Linked DNA regions of Zea mays: all the other regions are linked to region 4. The links are chromatin contacts, called in public Hi-C maps. All regions are on one chromosome and are shown on one strand. The core of a region is the stretch at or near the end of the contact, and the rest is flanking DNA. Distances in the headings are between cores, read along the strand shown. Region 1 holds the start of LOC103630429. Region 2 holds the start of LOC100193383. Region 3 holds the start of LOC732757 (guanylyl cyclase-like protein). Region 4 holds the start of LOC100272551 (BLH14).

Region 1 (3,451 bases), core at 649-3,148, 250 kb before region 4:
GTACTCGGAACTATTTTTTTAATTATTAGGAATGTAGCTGGAGCGACGACCACGCGAAGGCTGGCTGGCTGTCGCCGGAATCTTGGTGGTGGTGGTTCCCTTCGTCTGCTCCAGTCGGCGGCGACATCACTCAAGAACTGTGGCACAGTGCCTGCGAGGCAGCCCGGCGCTTCTGGCTCGCAAGCATGGCGTTGCTCCTACTAATCAAGGCCTCTGCAGCGGAAGATGGTAAACATTAGCAGCTATTTCATTTCCGGCACACAGGGTACGCTTAGAACAGAACGAAGGCGAGCGAAGAGTTGGTTACCGTGATCAAGAACAAAGCCGCCTGGGTAACGAGGCTGCGCGCCGAGGTCGTCGAGGTTGAGATTGAGAGCCTGGACGACGCGAGCAGGGACAAGAACCGTCGAACACCCTGCACGAAGCGGAGGGAGAGCACGTAGTGATGAGTTGCATGTTCAAGCAAAGAACAGCAGCGAGGTATCCAGTGGAAGTGAGCACGAAGCGGACAGGGAAGATGATACTCCACCACCGACGCACCTGTCTTTTTCTTCGGCTCTGCCGGGGCGCCAGCCGGCCTGGGAAGAAACACGCCAGTGCCGTTACGCTCGCGCTTGGGGCCGGACGGGGTGAGGAACACGGCACGCATGCCAGAGGCCGGAGCCGCCGGCGCATGGTGGGGGTGGTGGTGGTGCTGCGGCTTCTGAGGCGGGAGGCACGCCGCCGGGTTCAGACCAAGCAGCGCGTCGCCGCGAACGCAGCCGACGGGCTTGGCGCATGCGCCCTGGCGCGCGCTCCACGCCGCGGCAGCGGCAAGCTGGTGGCGCTCCCTCTGTAGCTTGAGCAGTTGCTGTTGCTTCAGGAGATGGAACTGCAAAGCAACGGGGGGAAGCGGACAGAGAAGGAAGCGTCAGGGCAACAGGAACAGAACGAAGGGAACGAAACAACCGGAGAATCTTAGCGAGAGGACACGCACGCACCTGAGCAGCCTGCATCTGGCGCTGCGAGACCAAGCGCGCGAACGGGTCGTAGTAGTGCCCACCGGCAGGGACTTTGGTGGAGGGAGGTGCGATTGGCGGTGGCGAGGGCTTGCGTGGCGGCGGCGCGAACCCGCTCCGGCCGTGGAAACCGTTGGCGGCCGGCACCGGCACGCTGTTGGCGGCGCGCATGCGCGCAACCTGTCCGGCCGCCTCGTAGAGCAGATCCCACGGGTCGGCGGGCCTCTGGTCCAGGGGCGATGACGGCGGCGAGGTGCCCTTGGACGCCCCGCCGCTGGGGCTCTCCTGCCCCGACTTGGGCAGCCCGCACAGCGTCGACTGCGGCGACCCAACCGTCACCTCCGCCTGCCGCACAAGAAACGCACCATCAGAAACTCCGGCACGCACGCACGCGCCACTAACTACATACAACCAGAAAGAAGCAACCGCGCATCACGCAGGCAGGCAGATGAAAAACAACCTTGGCCGCGGGAGCCTTACGCTCTCCCCCGTCGCCGAGGAGGCCCGCGAGGCGGCGCGAGAGCCCCGCCAGGCTGTCCTCCTCGTCGCTCTCGCTCCGGGCCGCCACGGCCGCCTTCTCCTCCTCGGAGAAGAAGTCGTCGTCCAAAAAGTCCTCCGGCAGCCAGAACTCCTCCCCGAGGTCCGCGCACTCCGTGGTCGACATTTCCTCCACTCTCGACACCGTCGAAGAAGCCTGAAAAGCCCACCGCCGACCGGTGGAATGAGCACAGCGCCCGGAACCCTGGCGGACCAGCGGCAGCAGCAGCAACAACAACCACTGCGTGCGGCTCCCTCTCCAAAGCAGAGAGAAAAGCGGCGGGTGGATGGATGGATGGATGGAGTGGGGAGTAGCGGCGTGCTTATCAGCGAAAAGAGGTGGGAGTGGCACGGCGAGAAAGAGATGGGGGCGAGGAAGGCGAACGGAATGTCGACGGGCGACGAGGGGGTATTAAAAACCGGCCGAGGCCGACGCCTGGGACTCTTCTACTCTTATAAAAAAAGAGGACGCCGAGGAGAGAGAAAACAGCAGCCATCCGGAAAATCATTTTCTTTTCGAGCCATTTTGCGCCGGTGCAACTCGAAGGCGTGGGGCCACCGAGACGCGCCGTAGCTCCCGTATCGCCCTCCCAAATGCCTCTCTCCAGTCCAGTCCCCCCGGTGTTCACTGCGCTAGTTTATTGCGCGTATTTTTTTTTCCCCACCGCGACACGCAAGGCCGGACGGCGGGTGGGAGAGTACTGTGCAGAAGTTGGAGGAGAGTACGGATATACGATTGGCGTCCATTATGTGTGTTTTAGGATTCTTTTCCTGTGCAGTAGTACATGTTGCGTCATGCCAATGCCACGCTGCCCACTCCGCCATTCGTCAAATGGTTTGGCGAATTTTCAGTATCTTCTGGTTGCGGTTTCAAATGGTGGTTGAACTAATTTTTAGGAGGGGGGAACGACTCCCGTTTCTGGTCGTGCAACACTGTGTGGCTGGCTCTGTATCCCTTGACATTATTTTTGCCAGAGGGAAAACTACGGATGGCCGTATGAACAAAATACGATGCCAGTTGGTGACGCAGAGAAGGCAGTGTCACCGCGTGTTGTCGAGACTCGAGAGCTAACGTTGGGTGTGTCACACGGTCACGAGAGTTTTGCGTCCAGCCGTGTCCGTTTGCGAGTTTTTCGTGGCTTTGGGTGGCGTTTACGTTTAATTTTTGCACGGCGTTAAAGGCGTGAGCGCTTTAAAGACAGGGAGGGGTACGGAGTGGAACAGGGGCGTGTGACGGGAGGTGATTGAGGTGCTACCGGGTAGTAGTACGGTACAGCTCACGTCGAAAAACCCACCCCTGCCCGTTTCGACTGCAGCCACAAGTCTCTACAGCGAACGGAGGCGGGTTAAACAGGGGCCCACCGGTTAACTGGCGACTGCCTGGCTGCTGAGCCCGACGGCTCGACTGCTGCGCCGACGAAGCGGTGTCGCTGCTCACCGGCCCGAGGAGCGCGCACCGCTTGGTGAGGCGTGCAGCCGGACAAGTAGGCCCGGTTTTTTTAAAAAATTTTCGGTCTCAACTCTCAAGCGCGCCGCGCCTGCGACGGCGCGTCACGGTATCTGATTTTTATTTTTTTTGTCCTGCGTTCAGTAGGCCACACAGCGCGCAGAAATTTGAATTCCAGAGCGCTGTGTACACGCCCGAATTTCTATTTCGGGTTTTTTCTCTATAAATCCGAGCTGTACTATAGGCCAATTTACATGGGCCTGCCAGGCGTGCTGACATGACAAAACAGTTCCTCTGGACTTTTGGAGTAGTGGTACAGTAGTAGGGCCATCATTGTTGCAGTCGCGCATGATATGCGGTAGCCTACTCGAGTCCGAGGTCTACGAACCACAATTATCTCTGACCAAAATGTACCGTAGAGTAGTGTATGAGCGTCTGTCATAGATTTACTAAGCCAAAAAGATCGGTA
Region 2 (3,462 bases), core at 447-2,946, 160 kb before region 4:
TGTTACAGCCGTCGTTGTCAACCTCCACTACCATGCAGTCCGTCTGGGATTCAACTAGCAAGTAAGTCTTCTACAGGCTACTGCGATTTTTTTTTTCAGAATGGAGCCGGGATAGTGACAGAACATAAAAGAAAGATATGTTTTGAGCTTCCTAAGATTGGAATAGGACACCTAAGCTGGATAGATGATCAAGGGCAGTATCCCTGGGGACAGAAAAAAATTCTAGGACTTAGCTTCTACATCATATCCTGCATGTCTCACAATTGGGTTACTTGTATGAAGACTATCAAACTATCATTTGTTATCAAAAAAACCCCGAACAACTTCTGAAGTCGAAGTATATAGTCTAGGCTGGTTAAGATGTAAGTATGGGTTGAAATGCTGGTGTTAACAAACTAAACACAACTGTATGATGTTGTTGACATTGACAAGGACATAACTCAAAATGGAATGCACTACTAATGGAAAGCACAAATTGGAAACTATGATGTGTCCTATATATGGTATACCTTGTTCACAAAAAAAGGAGAGTTCCCAGCAGATTGTTCAGTAATAAAGTGAACCTGAAAGTGCAGTCTAGCAAGTGAGTACATATGCATCCCATGTATACTCAGGATAATACACAACTTAATGCAATGATACCTTGCCACCAATCACCTCTAGTAGCAGAGCCATCCGACTTGTCCTCCTTGTACTGGATTTAAAATTCAAAAGAAACATTAGACTTCAGTGCTCCAAATGGTATATTGGTATGTATTACTTATATATAAAAAAGGTTCTACGTACTTTTGTCTGGGGTTCATTGGCTGGCTGCTTCTGTAACGTGCTGCTGTAGAATTCCCGACCACCGTAATGCACGGACGAACCGAAGTAAGGGGATTCTGACGAGTCATTTGGATAAGCATGTTTTCCATCCTTGTAAGTAGGGCGGCCGTGTGATTTGCCATCTGACCATGAATTTAAACTTTCATACTTACATCAAATGCTCCAGATTAATGCTAAGCTAAGATGGTAAAAAAAGGTTCTAAGTATCGCTTTGCTTGTGAACACAACCTAAATCGAAGAGAAATATATCAAATAGACAGGAGTACCCAGAACTACCTGTAATGCCACTGCCATTCTGCCCTCTGGAGCTCTGCTTGTTCAGCATCGTGTACAGGTCGGCCTGCTTTGCGTCATTTGCGCTCCCCTTGAATGCAAAACAGAAGCCACAGTGTCAGCGTCATATCCAAATAGATTTTACAGAATCATATAGCTCCCTCTGTTATCAAAATTATCCCTCATCATCAGACTTAAATTGAGAAAAAAAACGTTGAGCTCACTCCGCAAATCGTAACATAGTAACGGACTCATCAGCAAATCGCACCAATTCACTAACCACGAAAAAGATCCCTAAGACCCCAAGAATCCATCAGAACGATGGTGTGAAGAGACGGCCCCGTACCGCAGGCGACGCGGAGAAGACGGTGCTGAAGTACCCGTTAGCCGGCGGCGGCGCCGCGGCTCCGGCAGCGGCGGGACCCGACTTCTTCGCCTCCATATGTAGGGTCGTTTTCGGCGTTAGCGGCTTCGCGAGATGGGCTTAGACTCTAGAGAGGATGGAGCCGTGAACACTTGAGGCGGAGAAGAGGTAAGTCACGTGAAGTGGTCGTTGTAGGCGGCGGCGGCGCGGAAGGAAGCAGTTGGTTGTTCGCCTCGTGGCGTCCTGCTCCGGCCAACATCTGTGCCGGCATTTAAAGGCCTCGACGGAGCCCGGTATCGCTATTTCCTAGATCTTAAGGGGGCTGGATGGAGAAAATTGTGTTTCGCTTTCATCCTCCTGCAGACTTGGCAGAGTGCAATAGTGCATAGCTAGGGGATGTACACGCTTTTGAGGGGGTTTTAAGAGTTTATAAGTGAAAAAAAAGATGGACTCTCTTTATATGACTCTTTATACATAATGTTTTTAATTGTATTTATGATTTAGTGGATCAGAATTATATCATATAGTCTCTTAGCTGTCTTTTGTAGTTGAAAAACCGAACCACCGTTTTAGAATTGTACATACTCTTAAGCGGTTGATAATACTCGCGAAATTTCAAGGACGACTCTGAATTCAAGCCTTGGCCTCCATTAGAAAGAAGTCATTTTAGCGACATTTAGGAAGTATTTAGTTCAACAGACAAAAGTTTAGATTGTGTTAAATCAAATATTTGGATATCAAGTATAAGTATTACATATAGTCTTAGTTAGGATTAATATATTTATTTCGTCTTTTAGTCTTTATTTATGTAATTATTTTTATAATTAGACTATATGTAAGACTCAACTATCATCGATGTAATAGGACTAAACTTTATTTGAGTGGAACCAAACATCGTGGCTGCCATCAATAGTTTAGTTGGTTATCTTGTTAGTGTATTCAGGAGAGAAGCCATTTTACGATCTATATTTATGTCAAATAGTACTGGTATTGGGTTGGTGGATGGTGGTACTTCTCTATCATAGAGACATGTATGAAAATAGATACCCCTTGCTAGCTTTTATTTAACCTTTTTTGTCATCTTATCTAAAATGGTTGCTCTCTATGTCTTCCCTGTTGGATACACTAGCTATCTTGCTTTTAGCTGCCCCTTTAGCTGGCATGTCGTTATAGTACCTATGTGTCATTTGTTTCCCAAACTAGTTTCATTTTTTAGACTCACTCATGTTGTTATAGGAATTAATAAAAAAACATAGAAATAAATTATTGGTAACACAAGTTCGAATATCATAACTATAGATAATTTTTTTACTGTACTTAAGTATGGGCCCCTCGACTCGATCGCCCTGGTCTAGCTCGCCAAAAAAACCTAACCCAAACAATATGATGGGCGGGAATAGACCATACGTTTTGGCCCGCAACAATCCATGGCATAGATACAATCCATGATTTTTTATCCAAAACACGACCTAACCGAAAACACGACCCAAAGCAAAAAAAAAACGACTCGACGACGCGTTCCACAGGAAGGCACAGACCAACCTGACCCAACCCGACACTATATACGAATTAATTGTGGACTGTGCCAAACAATCTATAACCTGGCCTTGATACAACTCTACCTGATGTTCAGTCTACTTTTGACAAATGTCATCCCCGCCAAATTACAACTCAAAGGTGAAAACCTTATGGAAAAGATAATCTAAACCCGAACTACTGCATTTGTTCCAAATTGATTCTGTAGTAAGTTAAATTTTTGTGATTTTGATTAAGTTTTTTCTTAAAATTATGTTAACATCTATACTTTAATTAAATGCAATTTCAAAATGTATTTAATACATAACATAATTTATTGAAACAATTGATGTTACAAACGATGGTGTCTTTCCAGTGAACTTGTAAACTTTTAAAAACTAAAATTATTTATAAAGTTAAAATAAATTATAATTTAGAATAGAGGCATCAGTAGAAAAATAACATCCACGTGATGGATGGTAGGC
Region 3 (3,179 bases), core at 173-2,672, 210 kb before region 4:
TGACACTCTTGAAAAGCTGGGAGCAGAGCAACCAGTATATAGTTGAGCTTTTCAACTATCACCTCTTCTGTCACACAAGTACACAACACACTTGAAAGTTGAAATAACGATAGGCTAACCATCACCATTTTTAAAACCAACTTCAACTTTGTTTCTATGAAATTTTTAGTTCATGGAGAAAGAGTGAATCAAAAGCAGATACATATCACTCTAGTAACAGCAACATGAAAGCACTCACTTTAGCTTCGATTTGTCCACTAAAGCAATAGCAATGCAGTGCCCAGATAACAGTAGAAAAGCAATGTCGTATGCGGTGATGGACCTGCACTGTGAGAAGCCATAAATTGGGGAGAAAAGTTAGCTTGGAAAACCAATATGTGAAGTACATGTAATGCAGGATTTTCATGCTGCTATCTGTTGTGAGCATACTTGAATGCTAATTCCAGCATCGAGCGCCTTCCCAAATAGCTCATCCACTCGATCGATGTCTTCTTGCAATTGCTCCTATGTAATGACCATTTTTAAAACATTATTGATGTGAACTTCAGAAGCCTCGTGCAGTAGAAGTTTGTCAGAACAAGTACCCTATAAAAGGATTCAGCAGAATATTGTGGATTTGCTCCAAGGGTCACGGTACAGAAAGAAAAGCTGACTGAAAACTTGTTTAACAGATATGCTAAGTCAACCGTCCAAATGCTGCAAACAGAAGTGTTAAAGGGCGTTAGTTTTCCAAACAAACAAAAAATGGAGCCTGCGTTCTTTAAGTATACCTGCATTTGTTTTGGATGAAGCAACTATTGCATTTTTCTGAACTTATGACTACTCTGACCAAATATTCTCTTATGATCATTGAACAACAGTCATTTAGCTCTGTACTACTACTTTCCTTTTTTTTTGTTCCTTCTACTTTCTGGATGTGCCATGCTTAGGGGTTAGGGCCACAAAATCAAGGTGACGATCATTTCTTTAGTTCTGCTGTACAGCTAATTGTACTTAAAATTGTGAAGTTCCAGTCCTAGAGAGAACCTTGTGGTGCGGCAGAGCCTCTCTAGATCGGCAATGCCGTCGCAGCAATCAATCCCTAGCGTCCTGAGCACCATGAGCACGCAAGCGAGGCCGCAGTCCCAGGTGAAGGCCTGCTGCACATGCGGAACCTGCCAGCACGAGAAGTCCATGACAGGAGCCAAATTTTGTCAAGCAAACAGATGCAGATAATGAGGAAAGCGCATGGTACGCAGAAAGTCAGAGACGCACAGTGAGATAATAATAACTGAGCGACAGAGTGAAGGCTCACATCGATGTAGTACGATCGGCGTGCTAGTGAAATCCGCCCGTCGGGGTACGGCGAGCCCGCCGCCCCCTGCGCGCCGTCGTCGCCCGCCATCCTGAAGAGCTTCTCGGAGATGACGCACAGGGGCCACATGACATCGTCAACGGCCTACGCAATAGCTCGAGCGAGCGAGCAGGCTGCAGCTTCCCCTCGGTCGGGCCGGCCGGCCGGGCGAACAAACACGGCCGGCAACGAACCTGGCAGGCCTCCTCCTCGGGTGGAGGCTTTGGGAGTTCGGAGCGGGGAGGAGAGGGAATAAGAGGGCGAGCAAGACGAGAGCAGCGCAGACCAGCAGGGGGCGAGCGCGGTGGACACGCCTGTATTTGGTGCGGAGCCGCTGTGGCGGAGCGGAACGGAACGAACGATTGGGCGCGGCCGCGCTGTATATGGGCGAGGGCCGCGGCAGCGCTAGTGGGGGAGGGAGGCGACCGGTGCGGACGGCGCCTTAAAGCGGACAGAGGGGGTGGCCTTCCAGAAACTGCAGCGTGTGGAGCGTGGTGGTGGCGGTGCTATTTTTTATGCGCCTGCGTCCTGTTGCCGGCAGAGAGGAGGAAGAGGGGTGGGTGCCGACTGCCGAGCGCGGAGGCGAGTTGGAGGGAAGCGGGGGTCGAATCGAGGAGCGCAGCGGGGAGATGGATAGGGATTGGGGGAGGATATGGATGTCCGCGGGGAGTTCGCTTTCGGCACCACCGCTTGGCGACGTGTAGTGTAGGGCAGTAGGGCCGTACCGTACGCGCCCTGGTCTGGTGCCGGACCGGACCGCGTGTGCGCGTACGTGGCTCGGCTCGCCAAGCTTCATGGGTGCGCTGGTTGCTGAACTGGACGACTGGATCCAATCCAAGGCGGGCGCGCCGCGACGGGGCGGGCACTGCATTGACCCAATCGAAGGCCGCCGACGAGTTTGCTGGGTGGACCTGGACGGTGGTGGTGGGCCGGCCGTGCCGGGCTGTGGGTTACTATTTGTCGATCGCGATCATCAATGCGAGCAGGCGACGCCGGCCGGGTTGGTGATACTACTTGACAACGAACGCTCCAACTGAACTGCGTGAGGGTGAAACAGTGCAACTGTGCAAGTGAAAACGGGGGACGACGGCCCCGAGCGTATATCTCTATCGCTTCCTCTCCGTCGCATAGTCCTGCCCTCTTTTTTTTGAGCCTTGGACCTCCAAAAACCAAAATTATGTGGCCAGCTTACGGTCAAGCGCTAGCCGCACGGCCCCGTGGAAATATCTAGTAATTGCAATTTGGCATGTTCGATTTCTTCTGCTCCTAAGACGCGACAAAGGCACAAAGCTAAAACTGTGGACAACGGTTCATTCTATATTTCTTCCTCTATATTCCAGTCACATACTACGTCAGCAATCTCTCTTCCTCTATATCTCTATCCTCTACTGTGGTTCAATCTATATCAATCCTCTATATCGCACTCTAAACATAAAATATCATTTTTCATACCTAAACCCTAAACACAATATTTTTTTATTTTCAAATTATTAGTATATGTAATATCTCTTTTTTATACAATACAGACCACCATGGGTTGTAGTGGTAGAAGCCAAGTGTCCAGCGAGAGGAGTTCAAATCCTCTGTACTACTTTGACGACTCGTTGTCTACTATTACCATGCGAAAGAGTCTCTTCCTTCAATTTTTAAAGAGGTTGGGTGAGCATTTCTTCTATTTTAATCATAGTCGATATGCTCAATCATATTAGTTTCTCCCTTAGCAAAAAATGCATTGTTGCCCTTTGCAGGTTCGCGTACGATACCGTTACTAACTATATTGATGCTAGATCAAAATAGAGAAAAGGTCGACCTTAGAGTATCTCGAACATTTTTTTTAGGAATGCCA
Region 4 (3,570 bases), core at 551-3,050:
CATAATTTTACAATCACAGGCGGTTTTGTCTTAGGGTCCGCTTGTGAAAAGGATAGAGCATCACAGGCGGTCCTAAACAAAAACCGCTTGTGATACTATTACATCACAGGCGTACTAAACCGCCTGGGACATCACAGGCGGTTTTCTAACCGAACCGCCTGTGATGTAAAAATCCTACCGCTTGTATAGAGCCAAATTGTACTAGTGCATATACCATGTTTGTTTGTATTGTTATGAGTAGACGAGCAAGTGAACGAGGAACCCGGAGCTCAACAGATTGAGACTCTGAGCAGGAGCTTGCAGAAGGCAAGTTGTGCCCTTGATCTCTCTTCTTTACCCAATAACGTTTCTGTTAATCATTATGATATGCTAAGGCTATTTTGATGGGACCTAATAGGTTACCCTAGTTTGGTTATTTTACACCTTGCTTACCACTTAACTTTTGGGGTAGTATCTGCTACTGCTGGTTTGGGTGTTAAGATACATATGATTCATGGTCATGCTTTATTATTGTTATTTTTATTATTTAATGTTCATGATAAGATTATGGCGTTAACCGAAATATAGAGCTTAACTTGAGATAACCATGCTACCACAAGGGTGAAATGGGACACACTTGGTTTACTAATTAGGAAAGATAGTGTGAGTTAATCCTTTCCCAAAAGGGGCAAACGGGGTGGAGGAGTGCAGGTGTAGGGAGGTCGTCAGGTCGGAGTGTCTTTTTAGCTTTTCGAACGAGGAATTCCTATATCGCCTTCGGCCCGGAATCCATGGCGGGTTCTCTCGTCTAGTGGAACTTTGTAAAGGCCTTATAGTGCTACCCTGCCTCGTCTCCTCGGTAGAGATGAATGAGTTTCGAGACCCTTTGGCAATGGGTAACATAACTTATGGTAAAGACACACAACCTCTGCAGAGTGTAAAACTAGTATATCAGTCGTGCTCGTGGTCAAGAGCAACTCAGGACTCTCGCATGATTAACTTATGGAATTAAACTTAATCTGGCATATGCATCGCATTGTAAGATTTATTATCAATTGTGATCTCTTTATTTTATGGGTATGATATATGCCTATACTTAGTAACTGATAATAAAATTTTGACCAACTTATTAAAAGCAATGCTCGGTCTTACCCATTATTTATTGATTAGCCTTACATTATACATGAGCCCCACCATAAGTAAGCTCATACACATTATTCCCCACACTTGCGGAACAGGGAGGGGGTCTGGAGGCCAATGGCCCTGTTAGACGTGTCTGGGACCATGAGCCCATCTGCTCGGTTCTGAGTATGTGGTCATAGATAATCACTTGGGTATTCGTCCTTGACACAATTCAAAAGGGTACCCACATATAGGAATAGCCCGGGATAACCATATCCTCTAGTGTACTCTCTCACCCGTATAATTCTGATGAGCAATTAGGAATCGTCTAATTCTGATGAATAGTTAGGAATGGTTCCTTCCGATCTGTGACTTTAAACTAAATAAGTTTATCTAAGACCATCTCCAACAGCTTATTTATACTCATATTCATATTCAAACTACATTATATAAACGGTACAACATACAATATAAAACGATGTAAAATAATATTTTTAGTGATTATATAGTATATTGTATAATAGTTCATCTATATAGTCACTAAAAATATCTTTTATACTATTTTGCACGGTAAATTATATTGTTTATAAAGTATAGTGTAAATAAGGGACCTTTGCACTCTCTCCTCTCCTGGCCAGCGTCGTCTATAGTCTATACACGCTCTGACGCGCGCCCGCGGCCTCGCCCTAGCTCGCTTCGCGGCCTCGCGCCCTCCCCTCCGAGTCGCAGGGTCGCACGAGCAGACAATCACCAACACCCTTTCTGTCTTTCGCTTTCACTGCTCACCATTTCGCGTCCTTGCCTCGCCCTCTCGCCGTAGCGAGCAGCTCTTTTTCGTCTCCCTCCCTCATCTGCTACGCACCTTTGCAGAAAGAAAGGCGCCCGGAGGTAGGGGTAGAGGTAGAGCCCGAGAGCCCAACACCTCCACCAGCAGCAAAGCACCACCACCAGAGCCGAGCGCACAAAAGCGCGCGGCCGAGACGCGGGACAAAGCAACGGGCAGCCTGTACTGCCCGCTTCTAGCTGCAGCTACCCTCCAGTCCCAGTTCCAGCCCCGGCCAGGCGCTCGCAAAGTGCGGAGCCGCCCTCTCTTCGAGTCTTCGCTCGTGGTCTCTCTCTCCAGGTCGTGCAGTACGATCCATATCCCGGAGCTCTTGCGCGAGCGACATGTCCTCGGCGGCGGGCGGTGGATACGGGGCTGCGGGCGGCGCCGAGCACCAGCACCTGTTGCTGGGGCAGGCCTCGGGGCAGCTCTACCACGTGCCGCAGCACAGCCGCCGCGAGAAGCTGCGGTTCCCGCCCGACCCGGCCGACTCGCCCCCGCCCACTGCCTGGCCGGCGCCTCCACCCTTCTACTCCTACGCGTCCTCGTCGACGTCGTCCTACTCGCCGCATAGCCCAACGCTGGCGCACACGCAGCTAGTGGCGCACGCGCTACCTGCCGGCGCCGGGGCCCAAATCCCGAGCCAGAACTTTGCGCTCTCGCTCTCTTCGGCGTCCTCGAACCCTCCGCCCGCGCCGCGGAGGCAGCTCGCCGCGGGGGTAGCCGCTGGGCCGTACGGCCCGTTCACGGGCTACGCGGCCGTCCTCGGGCGGTCCAGGTTCCTGGGCCCCGCGCAGAAGCTACTCGAGGAGATCTGCGACGTGGGCGGACGGCCCCCGCACCTGGACCGGCGCTCCGACGACGAGGGTATGCTCGACATGGACGCGGCGGGGGGCGTGGACCACGAGATGGACGGCGGTGACTGCGCTACCGCTGAGGCGGTCGCCGTCTCGGGCGCCGAGCAGCAGTGGAGGAAGACAAGGCTCATCTCCCTCATGGATGACGTGAGTTAATCACTACGATCCGCCTCCCAGCTTCTTGATCCTTCAGCGAAAAGCACGTCTTTTCTGCTCTTGTTTCATGTCGCAATTATTTCTTCTTCGGCGAGAAGAATCTAACGAACACCGCTCATGGTCACGTCACGGAGCCTACATCTCGGTTGAATCTTTATTTACTGTTCTGGCACAGATTATTTCTTGTGCTTGCGATATGATGATAGTACATATGGATTGCGATTCGACCTCTTTCGGATATGTTGGTTCGGTTATTATATGCATCAAATCATTGTATTGCAAACGTTGGGAGGTTTCCATTCCCTTTCATTTTCCCTTGCGAAAACTAGGCAACTTGCTGTGAAGTTCTTGCTGAACAGAATTGCCCAGCAGATCAAAGCATGAAATTGGGACATCGAAATATATCAGGGTTCTCTAGTTTTGTCCCGAAGATTTTTCTTCTTCAAAATTGCTACCCGATAAGATTCCTGGAGTTTTTGTCTTCTTTCGAAAGGATGCCATATGCATCCGCGTAACCTGCAGCAGAAAGATTCTGTTTATCTACTCACTATCTTTTGCTAAAATAATTTCTGTTGTTCACGGTTGTAATTTCTCCATGCGAAGTACAATATTGTTCACGGTTGCATCCTGATT

What was found. Hi-C and Micro-C count contacts between places; a contact is called where the count stands out from the background.
Region 1: a Hi-C map of ear shows a contact between it and region 4, with 2.6 times the contacts expected there. The contact joins the promoter of LOC103630429 here to the promoter of LOC100272551 in region 4. A contact is called at or near these places in 2 of 25 Hi-C or Micro-C datasets (ear and tassel).
Region 2: a contact with region 4 is called in a Hi-C map of bundle sheath, with 3 times the contacts expected there. The contact joins the promoter of LOC100193383 here to the promoter of LOC100272551 in region 4. A contact is called at or near these places in 5 of 25 Hi-C or Micro-C datasets (bundle sheath, ear, leaf and 1 more).
Region 3: a contact with region 4 is called in a Hi-C map of tassel, with 4 times the contacts expected there. The contact joins the promoter of LOC732757 here to the promoter of LOC100272551 in region 4. A contact is called at or near these places in 2 of 25 Hi-C or Micro-C datasets (ear and tassel).

The regions. Positions count from the first base shown.
Region 1 is chr6:161,961,466-161,964,916 of Zm-B73-REFERENCE-NAM-5.0, forward strand. It overlaps LOC103630429, which reads right to left and starts at 1,899. Exons shown (of 5, transcript NM_001301514.1): 1 at 1,459-1,899; 2 at 981-1,343; 3 at 541-871; 4 at 308-415; 5 at 1-213. The coding sequence starts at 1,662. The coding sequence ends at 131.
Region 2 is chr6:162,051,118-162,054,579 of Zm-B73-REFERENCE-NAM-5.0, forward strand. LOC100193383 reads right to left here and starts at 1,697. Exons shown (of 6, transcript NM_001138512.1): 1 at 1,445-1,697; 2 at 1,102-1,189; 3 at 787-947; 4 at 643-694; 5 at 510-563. The coding sequence starts at 1,540. The coding sequence ends at 547.
Region 3 is chr6:161,993,852-161,997,030 of Zm-B73-REFERENCE-NAM-5.0, forward strand. LOC732757 (guanylyl cyclase-like protein) reads right to left here and starts at 1,423. Exons shown (of 9, transcript NM_001112383.1): 1 at 1,295-1,423; 2 at 1,027-1,154; 3 at 585-696; 4 at 430-504; 5 at 239-327. The coding sequence starts at 1,423.
Region 4 is chr6:162,208,308-162,211,877 of Zm-B73-REFERENCE-NAM-5.0, forward strand. LOC100272551 (BLH14) reads left to right here and starts at 1,801. Exons shown (of 4, transcript NM_001399131.1): 1 at 1,801-2,928. The coding sequence starts at 2,269.